2 separate regions of the Neogale vison genome follow, and region 1 is linked to region 2. A link is a contact called in public Hi-C data. All regions are on one chromosome and are shown on one strand. The core of a region is the stretch at or near the end of the contact, and the rest is flanking DNA. Distances in the headings are between cores, read along the strand shown.

Evidence for each region. Hi-C and Micro-C count contacts between places; a contact is called where the count stands out from the background.
Region 1: a contact with region 2 is called in a Hi-C map of muscle, with 6 times the contacts expected there. The contact joins the promoter of ZFHX4 here to the promoter of PEX2 in region 2. A contact is called at or near these places in 2 of 3 Hi-C or Micro-C datasets (fibroblasts and muscle).

The regions. Positions count from the first base shown.
Region 1 is chr4:57,352,475-57,355,740 of ASM_NN_V1, reverse strand. It overlaps ZFHX4 (zinc finger homeobox protein 4), which reads left to right and starts at 1,765. Exons shown (of 11, transcript XM_044245425.1): 1 at 1,765-2,219. The region is part of intron 2 of LOC122904509 (a long non-coding RNA gene); the gene reads right to left.
Region 2 is chr4:57,052,181-57,055,369 of ASM_NN_V1, reverse strand. It overlaps PEX2 (peroxisome biogenesis factor 2), which reads right to left and starts at 1,417. Exons shown (of 2, transcript XM_044245423.1): 1 at 1,124-1,417.

The DNA.
Region 1 (3,266 bases), core at 516-3,015, 300 kb before region 2:
TACATACATCGACTTCAGATTCCTAAGGTGGTGATTTGCTCCCCCCGCCCTCTTAATAAAGACCATATCTAGGTTTTATTCTCTACTCCAAGCCTTTGGACTTTCATTGTAACCTTAGCCAGCTGCTGTAGGCAACCAGCTTTTCTGATTTGGGCCTAGGTCTGCTCTTTTGAGGACTATGCTTTGATCCTCCCAGGTGTTTTGTTTGGTTTTTCATGCCATTTGCATCAGTTCTAGGATTTTCCAAATGTTCCCTGATAATACAATGTTTCAGGGCCAGAAAGATGCGTGTTTGCAGCGTCTGTTGTCCTGCGATAAACCTTTTTGTTGGTATTTGGTAGATTTGGTGCTTAAGGCCTAAGACAAGGTTTTGAAGCAGATCCTGGTGATCCAGAACTTCAAAGACCTGTCAGCTTCAAGGCAGCTGACACCTCACCTGTCCAGGAAGCTGGACATTACAAGTATTTCTTGTTTTTAGATTGCTTGGTTTGTACTTTCACCTTCTCTCTAGAATTCCTATTTTTGAAATATTACATAGATGGTGTCTACTTGTGACCTATAGTGTAGCAGTATATCAAGATGCTATCTGAGCAGCAAGAGATAGTGTGAATACACACACACACACACACACACACACATATATATATATATATATTCCATATTCAGATATTCAGTAGGGGGTATTTAAAAGTATGTCTATTCCTAGTTTTAGTTAATTATCTTTTAATGAAAGTGTCACTCATATTCACATCTGTAATATTGGGAAGAGATAATTAGATTTTCAAATGAGAATCAGCCACCTTAAATTTTGCACCAGAAAATACCAAGTATATTTCATTCTAATGAGATCTGTAGTGGGGTTTTAAAATTCATCATAACGTGCTTCAAGAAAGATAATTCAACAGACTTGCAAGATGAAAGGGGTTTTTTTCCCCCTAAGTCTTCTTAAAGCTATTACATTGAACTTAAGCAATTCTGATAAAATATTCAAAAATATTACATAAAGGCTAGAACCATATCCCCACTATCACCCTTGCACGAATCACTTATTCTCATTTGAAAGTTTACTTTGACTCAACTAACACTTGCATCAACCATGCCCTGGGTCCTCTCTCCTGCCTGTGCAAGCGAAAGATCCGTGTTTAAATAGGTGTCTATAGATCCAGAGTGCAATTCTTCCTCCGAAATAGGCTGGGCCAGGCGGTGTTTGCACACTGCCAGGCACCCTTTATTTACATACATCTGCATATTTGCTCAGTCCCCGCATTTCTCCATTAAAATGCGTTCTTGTATGCAACAATAAATTAGGCAGAGGGAAAAAAAAATCTCTTCATTCCTCTAATATTGTCCTTAAAGCTCCCTAGTAAACAAATCTTTGGCCCGATAATAATTACTTTGCTTCATTAAAATAAAAAGAAAAATTCGACTGGTTAAAGGGCATTGCTTTGGCGGTATTTATGTTTTATTTTCTCTCCCTTTTTGCTGAACAGAGAGAGTGTGTGTGTGTGTGTGTGTGTGTGTGGTTGTGTGTGTGGTTGTGGGTGCGTGTGTGTGTGTCTAATGAAGTTTGGGAGTCGCGCGCGCAGGGGCGCGTGGGGTGCGAGCCCCGGAGATCCCCATCTCCTGCCCTCTCCGCGGTCGCAGCGTCCCGGGCTCCCGCCGCAGCGCTCCGAGCCTTGGAAGCCGCGAGGCTCCCGGGCTGCTCCGAGTCCGGGCTGCGCGTCATTTGCAGTCTGGGGAATGTTGATCACCTCACTAATTACACCTCTCTCTCCCCCCTCTCCCTCTCCCTCTCCCTCACTCTCCTCTCTCATTCCCAGAGTGCATATCGGGAATAGACACACAAAGACATGCGCACTCAACTTAATCAGCCATTTTTTTAAACAGGGCTAAAACGATAATAATTAGCAGAATAAAGACATATCGGATTTTCATTTCCTTTCCTCCTTTTCCCAACCCCTTCACAACCAAACAGCGAGACCGCGGTCGGCACATGCTTTAACTCCTCCCGGACCCCCGAGGACCGCTCCATGCCCCCCACTTTCTGCTTCAGCGTTTTTATTTTCACCCAATAAAGTTCGAGGATTATTTTTTTATTTTTTTTATTTTTTTTTTTAATGAACCCTCTCGTTTTACTTGGATGTGATCAGCTGTAAGTAAAATAAAAGCAAAACAAAAAAGAGGCGAAGATCGAGTAGGAACTGCAGGGGAAATGGAAAGTAAGTTTTTTCTTTAACTTTTATTGAGTAGTTTGTGTTAAATTTAGGTCGAGTATCGATTATCTTTCCAGCCTGATCTTGCACAATCTTTGATATTTCGCTCCCTCTCTCTCCCTCTCCGCCTCTCTCCCTCTCTGCCCCTAGCTCGCTCGCTCTCGCTCGCTCTCGCACACATCCCCTCATCCCGACCATCTCTTCCGCTCTGCCCCCCTTTTCTATCTCTTTCCCCCTTTTTTTGGCTCAAGGATTTGCTCCGCTGGAAGAGGGAGGGGGCACAGAGGGACCTGATTTTCCACTTTCTTTGGGGGGGCTGCGTTTTGGAGGATTTAACTTTTGGATTGAAGTGGCGGATCATTCACGTTTCGTCGAGCAGTTTTCTCTCCTTTTCCCTGTCTTTTCGGGTTCTGTCTCCACCGCGAGCCTGTGGCGTTCTCGTGGCGCGGGGAAGCTGTCAGCTCCGCAGCGGCGCGGGCACTACCAGGGGTCCCCGCTCGCCCCGCGCGCCCACACCCGGGTCGGAATGACCCCTTCTCTGCACTCATCCTCGGAAAGTTTGGACGTTGGTCGGTGGGGCTTGAAGCCCCTCTCTCCCTGTTTTACACCCCCCACCCCCGTTATTCAGCCTCATTTTTCTTCCTCCTCTTACCACCCCCACCCTTTCCTCTCTCAAGTTCCCCGAAGGGCGCTTAGTGCTCGGGACTGGCGGAGGACGGGGGATCTGTACGCCTTGGGCGGGGGAGGGGGGTTGTTCCAAGAGGCCGGGGCGCGAGCAGGGGCTGGGCAGCAGGTAGACACCCGCCGGCCGGAGCGGGCAGCGGGCACAGCCGAGGGCTGCTCCCGGCGGCGCGGGCGGCGCGGACTCGGGTGCTGGCTAACGGAAGGCAGGTCCGTTAGGAGGCGGGAACGCCGGGCCTTGGGGCCAGGGACCCGGGAGGCGGCTGCAGCTCTCGCCAGGCGCTTTCGCTGCCGGTAGTGCGTTAGACTAGAGGATAGATGCCAGCGGCTTGGGGTCAAGAATCTTTCCTTTCCTTTTGGCAGAGGGCAAAG
Region 2 (3,189 bases), core at 168-2,667:
ATAAATAAGCATATATGTACTTTTTTAAAGGTTTTTTTGTGTGTGTTGTTTGGTTTTTTGCTTTTGTTTTTTACTTCTTAAATAATTCCATTATCTTTCTTCTTTTCAGTCCCCTCTGACTCAAATCACTGAACTCTAATAGTTCTGGATACATGTATTTGATAATATGGGCAGATCCGAGAGAAGATAGAGTGAGAAAAAAAAAAAAAGAAAAAAAAAAAGAAGTCGACCATCCCAAGTTTATTTTGTTCAGGTTTAACTAACGAAAACACATTAGGGGAAGATATTTAGACTGCAAACTGTGGTGTCGATAAAGTCTCAAACTTCCTCTAACTGCCTGAAATGGTTAAGGTAAAAAATTCTGAAGGGGCATCGCAGAATACCAGAATATATTAGATGTGGACATGCAACAACTTGGTCTCGGGCAAAGCCCTTTCACTCAATGTGGTATTTTTGGAAAATGGGACCTAAGAAAAGAAAGAAAGAAACCATGTCTTTTAACTGAAAGCACCAGGAGAAAAATGTCAGTTATTTCCGCACTCTCCGTTATCAAAAATCACTGTTGACTATAACAAACTAACAGCAAGCAATTATGAAAGACCATTCTCAACAGCTCTTCTTCCCGAAGAAAATTAAAACGGCTTCTAAGTTCACAGGCTTTCAAGAGAAACTTAAGCATTGACCTCAATTTCTGTACCAATATAACACTTTAAAGTCTGAGCCATCCGATATTACGTAGTTAGGACACTGCGTAATTTTTTAAAGCCACTCTTAAAAAGCAAATCTCACCCCGGACAAGGACGCGGAGAAGATTTTGAAGTGTTTCAGAAAGTCACCTCGTGGAAGGCAAAGGAACTCAAGACTAGCTGTGGTTTTTGTTTTTTTATTTTTATTTTTTTTTCTTTTAATGGTGCCATTCTAAGACTATTTTCAGGAGCTCGGGCCTACTTCATTGCCTTCCCCAGATCCGACTCTGATTTTGCTTCTTCCAGGAAAACAGGAAGCCCATAAACAGACAAACTCAAGCTAAGGGTGACAGCGACAAGGTCGCGAAACTCCACGCCCTCCCAGCTGTAGGGCAGACCGCAGGTTTGCACTCCGGCTCTCTCGGGCAGACACTGACCTTAGGAGTCTGCGAAACGCCCCCGTTCCACGTAACTTTCTCTGAGACATTTTCTGGGAAGCTTGGCTTCTCCTAGCAGAACCTGGATTATCCAGGCTTCCGGAACTCGCGGGCTTCCGGAGCGACGGCAGGACCCGGAAGTGTCTGAGAAAAAAGGGGAAATTAAACCAAGGAGAACTAAGCTTCCGAGCGCGGCGGAAGGCCCCGGACGGCCCAGCAACAGCGAGCGAAGAAGAACCGAAGGGCCGAAGGGCCGAAGGGCCGAAGGGCCGAAGGGCCGAAAGGCCGAAGAGCCGAAGAACCGAACAGGACACCGGCGCGCAGTGATTGGTGGGCTGGCCACTCTGAGGAAACCGTATCTGATTGGCAGGACAGTCGCGAACCCGTCAGCCTCCGGTCGGGGCCGCGCGTGAAGAGGCCTCGGTGTCAAGAGGCCGCGGGGAAGTCGGGGCTCTCTGAGGGCAGGGTTTTCTCTGCCCTCGGACAGCGCGGCGTGCCGCCGGACAAGCGCCGCCGAGTGGCAGTGGGGCGCCTCGGCAGCTCCTCGGCTGGCTTCTGGCTCGCCCTGGTAGAGGGCTCACAGCGGGATAGCTTTTTGGGGAGAGGAGCTTTCGGGGGAGGCGGGCGGCAGCTTCGGGGCAGGAGCCTTTTTGCTGCGCGTGCGTGGCGTGGGCGGGTAGCTTGCTGACTTGTGCAGGTTTAGGAAGGAGGGTAGCCTAGTCCAGTTAGCCGTCCCGCTCCACAGCCTTGGCCCGAGAGGCCCTGGACGCGCTCGCACCGTGGGGGAGTGAGCAGCTGGGCGCAGCAGGGCCCGTCAGAATGACCCGGGAACGCGTCGAACACGGTCAGCCAGATCGCCCACCCCTGGGTAACTAAGTCCGAATTTCTAGGACTGGCGCCTGAGGGAACGTATTTTTTGAGCGTTCACCAGGCAATTATATGTAGCTCCGTGAACTGCCACTGCCTCCTGATTCGGTAGTATGGACAGTAGTGTCTTAGCTGGAGGGTTCGCTCTAAGCTTGGAAGAGAGGTTAGGTAAATCTTCCTGCACGTAGTAGGTCTTGAGAACGTTTTAGTTACTGCCTCACCCCGCTCTCTTCCCCCCCCCCCCGGGAGCACAGTCCTACAGCAGCTGGATTGTTCCATGTTCCAGACCGTATCCTGTACAAACAGGATTGCAAGACAGCTTTTTAAGGTTGTTTTTTTTTTTTTTTTTTAATAATTTTTCTGAGGAACAGAGTTCATGTTCTGTTCGCCAGATGATGAAACATTAGGGATAAAAAGAACATTTATTAATGAATCATAACACTGATCAAATTCATTGTTACATCAGAGGTGTACAATTTAGCGTACTTCTAGCTGCAGTTTTGTTGTCTTCCATCCGTTAAGGAGATCTTGGAAAAAGCAGTCCTAAGAAGGATGATGTTGATGTTTCCCGAATTAGTAAACAAACAAAACAACTTCCCAGCACAGGAACCAACAGTACGAATGAGACAGAGTAGCTGCTACAAGTTAATAGGGTGTGTAGTTCACTTGGGCAAAGGAGGGGGGATTTTTCTAGAGCCGCAGTTGCCTGATCAAGTAGTTGCTCGCCACCTGAAATGTGGGTAGGCCAAATGGAGGTCTGAGGAAAATGCACATTGGATTTCTACAGATAACGTTATGGGAAAGAAAGAATGTGAACTAGTTCATTTTATGTTGATGACACGTTGATACGGGAATGTTTTTGAAAATTTAAAATTACATATGTGGTTCGGATTACACGTGTTGAATGGTGCTTTTCTGGAGGGTAAGAAAATCTTTTTGAAGAAGACCATGGCTTTCACTGAGTCATTGTGAAAGAAGGCAGCCATGTTGTACTTTCCAGGTAGGCCAGCAGATACACTTGCTTTATTTAATTTTTATGAAAGTGGGAGAACACCCCGAAAGAGTAATTCAGAGGACATTTTCAGAAAGCCAAGTTCTAATTCATGGAACCTTATGTATGTCACATGAACATCACAATAGTTGTTAATAATAATAAATGTACCAAGCTAGCAAGATAGTTGACTTAGGTTTAATGAATC